Linked DNA regions of Mus musculus: region 2 is linked to region 1. The links are chromatin contacts, called in public promoter capture Hi-C maps. All regions are on one chromosome and are shown on one strand. The core of a region is the stretch at or near the end of the contact, and the rest is flanking DNA. Distances in the headings are between cores, read along the strand shown.

The links. Promoter capture Hi-C pulls out the DNA fragments that hold promoters and counts their contacts.
Region 2: a contact with region 1 is called in a promoter capture Hi-C map of cranial neural crest. The contact joins the enhancer-like site here to the promoter of Tmem141 in region 1. A contact is called at or near these places in 2 of 39 promoter capture datasets (cranial neural crest and trophoblast stem cells), 1 of 484 Hi-C or Micro-C datasets (embryonic retina) and 1 of 9 other capture datasets (adipose tissue).

Annotation. Positions count from the first base shown.
Region 1 is chr2:25,619,571-25,624,615 of GRCm38.p6, reverse strand. It overlaps Tmem141 (transmembrane protein 141), which reads left to right and starts at 2,614. Exons shown (of 5, transcript NM_001040130.3): 1 at 2,614-2,682; 2 at 2,942-3,008; 3 at 3,158-3,241; 4 at 3,443-3,550; 5 at 4,086-4,550. The coding sequence starts at 2,629. The coding sequence ends at 4,099. The region is part of intron 5 of Fcnaos (a long non-coding RNA gene); the gene reads right to left.
Region 2 is chr2:26,078,534-26,084,041 of GRCm38.p6, reverse strand. All of the region lies in intron 2 of Nacc2 (nucleus accumbens associated 2, BEN and BTB (POZ) domain containing), which reads left to right. Among named protein-coding and RNA genes, the nearest start is that of Nacc2, 11 kb to the left of the region's middle. Within about 2 kb of position 2,766, at least 7 of the 459 cell types and tissues checked have an H3K27ac peak or open chromatin away from gene starts, as enhancers often do.

The DNA.
Region 1 (5,045 bases), core at 1,365-3,864:
GGACCCCACACATCCATGGTGGCCTTGAGGCTGAGACCCAGAAAGCCACCAATATAGCAGCACCAGGAAGGAGTCAGCTCAGCCTTCCAAGACCCGCTTCCAGAAACAAACCCATTAATGAGTGGAAAGGCCTACTCGACACCAACTCGGTCCCTGCTGTAGCCCTGAACAGAGAAGTGCAGCAAGGGTCTCACGGGGCCTGGAGTTCCTTCCCACAGTCTCTTCTACCACAGCAACTCTATGGCTACCCTGGGCACAAGGGACATAGATGGAAGTGGCCAGGGCTGAGTATAGTCTAGCCCCAGGAAACAGAAGGCAAACAATCCGAGGATGGAGACCTCAGGAACTCTGGGAGGACAGTGTCCTGCTGACAGACACAGGGAAGCCTTGGGGAGCCGGAGGCTTGGCCAGGAGCTCAGGGGTCCCTGGGCAGATGCTCACACTGGGCAGAAGGTCACACCATACCTAAGAGCAAACTGGGGCCCAAACGACTGAGTGTTGCTGAGAGCCATCCTTGGCTCATTCTCAAAAAACAGGTTTCTCTCTCCTGGAAGGTTCAGAGGAGGTGGCCTACAGTCAGCCCCATAATAACAGAGCAGTGTTATGTCCAGGCTTAGGCCCAGGAGTTCAAAGACAGGACCCACCATGGGAAAGATGCTCCACATGAGCAGGCAGGCCGGCCAGGAGCTCCCTGACCGTTGATAAGCACACAGCCAGCCTTGCCAATCATTAGGGATCCTGGCGGTCACCTGGCAGAGAAAAGCGAGCAGCAAGTGAGGGAGGTGGAGGAGCAACATGGGTGAGGCCTACTGACGGGGGCCCTGAGGAGGAGAAGCACCCAACAGCTAAGCCAAGAGAAATGGGGTGCAATAGGTGCCAGCATAAGGGGGGACACAGATAGTACCTTCATCCATGAGGACACACGGACCATAGCAACAAACTGGAGTCACTCTTTGGGGCAAATCTGGGGACACCAGGGACAGCCACTGTTCCTATGTTAGGGAAGCTGGTATCTTAGAGCCTGGGCCAGGAATACAACCCAACTTGTTCTCCATAGAGCAGCAGGAAGGGCGGGGGAAGGTTCAGAAGCCAGGTGGGAGAAGGGAGACAACAGAGGCTGGAGTGGGGGTCTGAAGACAGAGGGGTGCCCACTCAAGGGCTTCTCCCTAGATACCCCGGGGCTCCCAAGAATCCTGAAGGGAACAGGCACTGACTGGGAATCCCTGTAGAGCCCCTTCTTCATGACTCTTCCACTGTTTGGTACCAGCTAATGCCAGATGGCAACACTTGTGGGGCTTTTTTACTTTTAGAAGTATCTGTGTTGCTCTAGATTTTATTTGAAATATTATTTAATTAATAAGCAATAATCAACCTTTTAAAAAAAACTTTTCATTTCCTGTGTGTGTGTGTGTTGCCTGCATATATGTCTGTGTAGCACATGTACCTACTACCTGTGGAAGCCAAACAAGGAGAGTGGATCTCTGGGACTGAAGCTACAAACGGTTATGAGCTGCATGAGAGCCCTGGAAATAGAGAGAGCACTCTTAACTGCCAAGCCATCTCTCTAAGCACCCAATTATCATCTTGAAAGAAGGAAAAGAAGAAGGAAGGAAGGAAGGAAGGAAGGAAGGAAGGGAAGGGAAGGAAGGAAAGGAAGGAAGGAAGGAAGGAAGGAAGGAAGGAAGGAAGGAAAAGGAAGGAAGGAAAGGAAAGGAAAGGAAAGGAAAGGAAAGGAAAGGAAAGGAAAGGAAAGGAAAGGAGGAAGGAAGGGAAAGGAAGGGAAGGGAAGGGAAGGGAAGGGAAGGGAAGGGAAGGGAAGGGAAGGGAAGGGAAGGGAAGGGAAGGGAGGAAAGGAAGGAAGGAAGGAAACGAAATGTGTATCTGGGTATGGTGGCACATGCCTTTAGGCCCAGTACTTGGGAAGCAAAAAAAGGCAAATCTCTGAGTTGGAAGCCAGACTGCCCTACAGAGCAAGTTGGACAGCCAGGGCTAAGCAGAGAACCCTTTTCTTAAAGAAAAGAGGGGAGGGGGAAGAAGAGAAAGAAGCGGGGAGTGGAGGAAGAGGGCGAGGAACTCTGTGAACTTTTCCATAGGACCCCATGCCCTGACACCAAAAAAGGGTTCGAGTGAACTTCTGGAATTCTGTTGTGCCTTTCAGAGAGAGAACCCTTAACTGTAGTCTTAAAGTCCCATCTCATGTAGTAAGAACAATCAATGTGGGGGCTGGAGAGATGGCTCGGTGGCTAAGAGCTCGGACTGCTCTTCCTAAGGTCCTGAGTTCAAATCCCAGAAACCACATGGTGGCTCACAACCATCTGTAATGAGATGTGACTCCCTGAAGACAGCTACAGTGTACTTACATATAATAAATCTAAAACAAAAACAAAAACAATCAATGTGCTCTATGAGTATGAAAATGAGGGGTGAGGAAAGTTAGGCCTGGTTCGAGGTCACAAAACCCCCAATTTCAACTGCTCTGTCACGCCCATCAGAAGCTCGCGGTTATAGGTCCCGCCCCCTAAGCCGGACAGAGCTTGACTGTCTCTGCTACGTTCTGCGTTCTGCGCAGGCCCGAGTCTTGAGCCCCGCCCCGCCCCCCAAGTCCTCCCTGGCAGAACCTGACCAACCATGGTGAATCTGGGCTTGTCCCGTGTGGATGACGCCGTGGCCGCCAGGCACCCGGTGAGAAGGCTAGCCTGGGGGCCAGAGAGCTGACCCTACGATGCTGACCTGAGGCAAAGTAGAGGCAGGGGAAGCCCTGTCAGGGAGTGGAGGAGTGGGGGAACCCTCCTGACTTAGGGATAGGGCACGCTAAATGGGTTTAGGGGAGGGTGGAATATATCCATTCTCCCTCGCCAAGGCCAGGTCGTGGCTAAAGGAGAAGCAGGAGGCGAGGAAAGAGAACTGAGCCACGAACACCTTCCCCGCCCCCTAATCCCAGGGACTCGAGGAATTTGCTGCCTGCCAGTCGCACGCCTTCATGAAGGGCGTTTTCACTTTTGTCACAGGTAAGAGGTCTTGGGGAGCAAAAGAATTCCTTAAAGGGGTAAAAATGTAACCTTTCGTCCCACCCTGTCTGTCCAGCAGGCGGCGCCAAGTCATCCTGCCTGCAGGTGCAGCAGGTACCCTGACCAGCACTTTGCTTGGCTCTTGGCAGGCACTGGTGCGACTTTTGGCCTGCTGATGTTCATTAAGAGGAAGTTTCCATACCCTGTGCAGTGGAGCTTCCTAGTGTCTGCCAGTGAGTACTCCACGGTGGGTGCCTAGGCCCTGAAATGCATCCATTACCAGTGACTCTACAGTGTTGGTGTGTTTCCAATAAAACCCTGACTGCGATCCAACCTGTTTGGGCTGCAGCCTACCCACCCTGTCTGCCCAGAACTAGCTTGTGCCAGGTCCCCTTCTGAAAAGTGCACCCACCCTCCTGCTTCCTGTTCTCCAGTTGCAGGATCTGTGGCCAGCTACAGAGTGACAAGTATGGAGTGTCAGAAATGCAGCAATCTCTGGCTCTTCCTGGAGACCGGGCAGCTCCCCAAAGACATAAGCACAGGTGAGAGGGGCCCAGAGGGACAGCTAGCAGTTTCAGGAAGGCAAGCCCACAAGACTCAAAAGACGGACTGAAGCCTTTCGATCTAGCCAGTCCTACTTCCCCCCGGAGAGGCTGGGGCTAGAAGCAAGCATAACAAAGATTGAGCAGTGCATTCCCAGAAGGAATATCCAAAAATTATGGTGACCCTGAGACAGAGGGAAGGGCCTTGTAAGGTGTGGGGCAGGACACAGCAGCTACACAGACAACTCAGGAAAAAAAGTGTCCAGGGCTGTGACCCTGAATCTGATACCAAGATGGTGACCTCAGGCCTGCCCATGCGTGTTTCTGGGCTCAGATTTTTTGTTTTGCTCTTCTGAGGAAAGAGTCTATAGGCCAGGTTGGTCTTGAGTTCCTGCTTCTGCTGCTGCTTCCTCCCATGCTTAGGACCCTAAGTCTGTGTAACCACATCTGACAGGACCTTTTGTCATGACAGAACAAGATCAGGGACTCCAAAACCACAGACATGACTCCACCCGCCTCCCTTTGCCTCTTACAGATCCTCACGACTAGAAGCGCTCTGGCTGCTGAGGTGCAGGATGCGAAGCAGGGAAGATCCTAGAGCACAGATCTAACGTCATCTAACTCCAGGACAGTCCCTCCTACCTCAGCAAACACACACACACACATGCATCCTCTAGTGTCATCTCTCTCCTACACATGCATGTGGGGTCCTGCCTGAAAAACCTGTGAAGACTACTGCTGCACCAAATCCAGGACCTGCCAGCTCGGAACAAGGCTTGGGAGGGGGAGATCTTCCGCAGAGCAGCAAGGAGCCTCAGAGAGGCTTGAATCCTGTTGCACCCAGCTGCTGGAGCAGCAGCCTGCATGTGTTGAGAGAGACTTGAGTGCTTTCTCTGATCTCTGCCCCAAATCCAAGGAGAATGTTGGAGAGTTGTAGCTAATAAATGGCTTGTCCTTTTTCCTATGTGAGCTCTGAAGCAATTAAACACGTGCTAGTGAGGTTGTTCTGTGGGTGAAGCGCCTAGTGCTAACCCTGGTATCTGAGCTTGATCCCCAGGAACCACATGGTGGATGGAGTAACCACTCCCCCTGAAGTTGTCCTCCAATCTCCACATGCACACTGCGGCATATGGGTTCCCATTATGTATGCACACGACATAAATAAATACAGGTCTAATAGGAAAAAAGAGAGGCCAGGCATAGTGGTGCACACCTTTAATCCCAGCACTTGGGAGTCAGAGGCAGAAGGGTCTGAGTTCAAGGCCAGCCTGGTCTGCAGAGTGAGTTCTAGGACAGCCAGGACTACACAGAGAAACCTTGTTTTGAAAAACGAAATTAAGAAAGAAGAAAGAAGAAAGGAAAGAAGGAAGGAAGGGGGTAAGAAGATGTAATCATGCACCTCTGTGGCCAAACAGCTAAACATTTGGGGGGGGGGGCTCGAGACAGGGTTTCTCTGTGTAGCTCTGGCTGTCCTGGAACTAACTCTGTAGACCAG
Region 2 (5,508 bases), core at 1,517-4,016, 460 kb before region 1:
TTTTGCTGTGTTCTGTTTTATTTCTTCTTTTGAGGCAGGGTCTCCTAGTGTGTCCGAGATTGACCGTGGATTGGCTGTAGTCTTGCTTCAGCCTCCTGTGTGCTAGGACTTCAGGCCTGAGTCAGGCTTGCTGAGACTCTGTCTGCCTAACACAGAACTTCATATGTATTTGTTCTTCACATTCAGGTCACTAGTCCCCTTGAGGTGAGGTTTGAGGTAAGAGTTTGTTTTCTCTGTATGGATGTTTGGAACTGTGCTGAATTCACACCTTTCAGGGGCCCTGTTCAGGGGCTCTGTTTCTGTCAAATTCTCCACTAGCTGAGTAACAGTGCCTTTAAATAAGTCACCATGTCAGGGGTGTAAAGCCCTGTCTGTTTTCCTATTCAAAATTGTTGTGCCATCCTAGCCTTTATTAATGTCCATAGGGCTCAGCTGTAGGGCGGAGTGGGCAGGGCCAACCTCTGAGCAACTGGCACTTCAGATGCCTGAGCTTCTGAGCCACTGGATCCCATGTGGCTTCTGGTCACCATATCGTACACGTGGAATCAGTGGGGCATAGCCATTGCTCCTGAGAGCATTGAAGCCCAATGGTTTGGGATCATTCCCAATCAAGTAGCCGTCACCCCCAGTCAGCTTTAGAATGTGATTCTCCATGTCTAGAAAGCCCCACACGGTCACTTTACTTCCCCACACTCGCCAGCTCCTGTCCAGTCTACGTATTTGGTGTTATCTGGGCATTTCAGACATACAGCATTTCAAGTGTCCAGACTTTAGTGACCAGCATTCGACCTTAAGAACCATTGTACTGAAGGACGGATAGCTGTTTCATTTTTTTTCTTGCCGAGTAAGGGTCCACTCTGAGGATGTGCCATCCTTTCTCTGGCAGTCCTGAGCTCACTCACAGATGTTTGATGTTAGCTCACAGAGGCTGTGAGCAGGAAGTGTGTCCAGTCACCCAAGCAGGCTCTTATGTTTCTTCCTGTGTTTGGCACAGACCTAGGGGTTGGTTTGAGTCACTGTTGCCGTGAGTTATACTGCATAGGATTTTATTTTTATTTTTATGTAGTCTTGCTTTGCACCTTGTGTTTCAGTCCCAGGCTGTCCAGAGGTTCCTTGGAATGTCACTTACCCCTGCCTGCCATATGGGGACAGTATTTCACTGCCTCAGGGGTCATCCCGCCTTCCCCTTCCCCCTTTTTCTAATTTTCTATTAGGAGCTCTTCCCGTGTTGAGCTGTCCTTGCATTCTTGTGACAAGATAGAGTGACTACACATTCCAGCTGCCCTTTGCTAGTTTTGCTGGAGAAAGTTCATGTGTTCATGAAAGCTGCTGATCTGTGTTTCTTTTGTGTTTTCATCTGTTTGTCCATTTGTCTGAGTGTCTGATTGTCTGAGACAGGGTCTCATTTTGTAGCCCTGCCTAGCCTGCAACTCATGATGTAGACTAGCCTGGCCTCGTACTCACAAAGATCCCACTCCTGGGGCTAAAGAAGTGTTACCTGCCTGATTTAGCAGCGGGAACACTGGCCCTGTGCATCTTGTCTTCACTGGGTTTTAGTTTTGTTCTTTACTTTGTTGTTGTTGTTTTAATTGAGATAGGGTCTCACCCTGTAGTTCTGGCTATCCTTGAATTCCCTCAAATAAACTAGGCAGGCTTTGAAATTACAGAGATTCCCACACGTGCTTCCTGAGTGCTGGATCACCACACCCAGCTATGGGTTTTTCATCTTTTTCCTAAGATTTACTTTATTTTTAAGTGTGTGAGTGAGTGAGTGTGTGTGTGTGTGTGTGTGTGTATGTATGTATGTTCGTGTTCGCACACACATGAGCACACATGCACATGTCCACAAGCATGGACCTGAGTGCACAGAGGTATTCTATCCCCTGGAGCTGGAGTTAGAGGTGGCTGTGGTCCTGTAAGTGATGTGGGTGCTGGGAACTAGACTCAGGTACTCTAAAAGAGCAATAAACACTCTTTTTTTAAGATTTTACTTTTATTTTATGTATGTGAGTACACTGTCACTGTTGCTGTCTTCAGACACAGCAGAAGGGGATATTGGATCCCTTTTCAGAGGGTTGAGAGCCACCATGTGGTTTCTGGGAATTGAACTCAGGACCTCTGGAAGAGCAGTCCGAGCTCTTAACGGCTGAGCCACCTCTCCAGCCCTCAATAATCACTCTTAACCACTAGACATCTCTCCAGCCTCCTCCTCTGTTGTTCTGAGAAAGTTCATATAAGTTTGATGATATTTCCTGCTTTAACTCTGGGTAGGAGTGTGACACTGCTGAGTCCACTCAAGCCTGGTGTATGTTGCTCCTAATTGTGAGAAGTCTTTAACTTCTCAGTTTATTTTAACTGCCAGTATTATTACCAATTACAATTTCCTTTAATTACCTTAGATATGGAGCCATTGAGATCTTCCCTCTCATTTTGTTCATGTCATGGTAATTTGTGTACTTCATGGAACTGATCCATCTCCGAAGTCTAATTTTATGTTAATAGATCCAGTCCAGCCCCCCCCCCCTTACTACGCCCCTTCTTTCTTTCTTCCTCCTCCTCCCTCTCTTCCACAAGGCCTCACTCATACTAAGGAAGTGCTCCACCACTGCAGCTCCAGCTGCCTGAATCATTAGCCGACTGTTGGCTCCTCATTTAACTCTCCCATCTGCAGTCCATTTCTTATAGATGGTGGCTGGCTGGCTGGACATGTTTAGCTTAGTCCTATCTGACAAGCAGTCTTATGTGGTTGAAGGTATTGGGTTCGGCCTACGCTGCTGCTGCTGCTGCTGCTGCTGCTGCTGCTGCTGCTGCTGCTAGGTCTCCTTTCTGTGCTCCTTGCTCTTCTCCTTTCTGGTCAGTTCCTAGCACCCCTCTCCTGTTCCTGTTGGCACAGCGTGTGTCTGCAGCCCTAAGCTGGCATCTGTGTCTTGTCTTGTACTCTGCCTTCCTCTGCAGCCCTGAGCTGGCATCTGTGTCTTGTCTTGTACTCTGCCTTCCTCTGCAGCCCTGAGCTGGCATCTGTGTCTTGTACTCTGCCTTCCTCTGCAGCCCTGAGCTGGCATCTGTGTCCTGTCTTGTACTCTGCCTTCCTGCACAACTCCCGACCTCCCTGCAACCACAGCTTTCCTTTCTCTGAGCAGTGAGTCTTGAGATCGGTTATTATTTTTTACCTTAAATGGCTGGTTATCATTTATCCTTCCCCTCTTTGGTAACTTTTGGCATTTGCATGAGTAAAAGCTACTCTCTGAGTCTAAGCAGATACCAGCAGTTCTGGACGTCTATCCACAGTGGAGACTTGCAGTGGAGAGGCAAGCTGATACCCCTTCTTGACCATCTCTCGGCCCCCTCAAGGCCATCTCTTTCCTTCATCTCTTGGCAACCATGGGCCTGTTTTGTGTCGTATAAATGGGAATCCAATGCAGCTGTACCTTTAGAACCTTAGACAGCTGAGGTTCAGTCAAGTAATGTTATTAGTGGTTGAGTTTGTGCCTTTAGAGCCATGCGTATTTGAGGTTCAGTAGTCATGTGGTGTGTGTTAGAGGTTTGTTCTTTTTATGGCTAAGCCAGTCTCCTCCCATTGCAGTTAACTCCTCAGTTTGTGAGTAATGCCCGGTAAATGGCATCATAATTTTGGGCGAGTGGACATCGGCGTGTGTTTGCCCAGGTGTTTCCTCTTATCCTCACTCTCCTTCTGCTGGAAAATTGCTCTCAATGGCTCTCAGAGTTCAGTTAGTGATGAATTCTGAAAAATCAGAAAATTATCTCTAGACTACTTTAAAGCTTCCACCTGGCTGAGCATGGTAGCACATGCGTTTAATCCTAGCACTTGGGGGCAAAGGTAGGAGGAGCTCTGTGAATTTGAGGCTAACCATGTCTATATAGTAAGTTCCACAATAGCCAGGGCTATGTAGAGAGACCCTATCAGTCAGTCAGTCAATCAGTCAATCAACAAATAAATAAGAAAAACAAGAATTATACCTTACTCTTTATAGTCTTTAAGTGTTTTTTTCTATGTGTAGTTGTTGTTGCCTTTGCTTCTGAAGGGTGCTTTTGCTGGGGGTAATAAGCTAGGTTGGTCATACCTGGTTTTGGTGCTGTAGCATGCTGCCCGCTCCTCTCTAGGCTGCTGTCTGCTTCTAGCCTATACTCCAGTACACTGTGCTGCTCCCACAGGCTGTTTGTTTATTTATGAACTATCTAGAGTTTTCTTCTCTAACCTTTAGGTAAGATAACTTATGCGTGTCCCTGAACTCCTTCTGTGGCTCCATCTTGTCCTCTGCAATACCTCCCTCCCTCCGTTGTTTCCAGTGACTGATCCTGCTATCGTAGGCAGTTAAACCCGTGTGTGAGAATGTCAGCATCTTGCCACTCCTGGGTCAGCTCTCAGTAGTTGACTTTTCTTCTTTTTATGGCTCTCCACATCTTTTAATTTATAAGTAGATGCTGGGCATTGTTGGTGCAGAGCACCTGCTGTGTGCTGAGTCTCTTCAGGATTGTCAGTTTCTACACTCAGGTATCCTCCTTGTGGATATTTAAATGTTTTGTCCCACTTTTTGTTGTTATTGAGATAGAGTCTCATTCTAGGTTGCCTGGAACTCACTATGTAGCTCAGGCTGGCTTTGAACTTGTAGCCAATACTTCTGCTCCAGCCTCTAGGTCCTGCCTGACAGAATGAGCCACTGTGCTCAGCTCATCGGTTTTTTCCCTGTGGAGTGACCTACCTGATTTTAATCTGTTTCCCAAAGCCTTTTTTCTCTCTCCTTCTCTCTCTTTCTCTCTCTTGGAGGGGTCTTACCATATAGGCCAGAGCCACCACGGTTTGATGACCCAGCATCTTTTATCAGAGGTCTTGTTTATATGTTTGTTGGTTGGTTGGTTGGTTGTGATGTCTCTTGTAGCTCAGGCTGGCCTCAAACTTTCTTTTTTTTTTTTTTTTTTTTTTTTGTTGGTTTTTTCGAGACAGGGTTTCTCTGTATAGTCCTGGCTGTCCTGGAACTCACTTTGTAGACCAGGCTGGCCTCGAACTCAGAAATCCGCCTGCCTCTGACTCCCAAGTGCTGGGACTAAAGGCGTGCGCCACCACGCCCAGCAGCCTCAAACTTTCTATGCAGACAAGGAGTCAGCCTTCACCTCCTAAGTGCCTAAAGTTGCAGGCATGGGCCACAATCCCAGCTCTTCAGACATGCATGTTATAAATCTTTGCTCTACAAGTCCTCCCTCCCTCCCTCTCTCCTTCCCTCCCTTTCTCCCTCCACCCTCCTCTTCTTTCTCCCACTCTCTCTTTTCTTCTTTGTTTCCAGTGTTGGGAAACAAAGTGTTGGGGGTTCACACATGCTAAGCAAGCACTTTCCCATTGAGGTGGGCCCACAAAATGTAATTTTGATATAAAGTTAGTTAAAATTTCCAAATCACAGCTTTTGCATGCTATTTGAAGAACTCTCTCCCATCTTCTCATGTTTATAAAGAACAAACCCACTTTAATTTGAAGTCACTTTAAACTCACCTAAA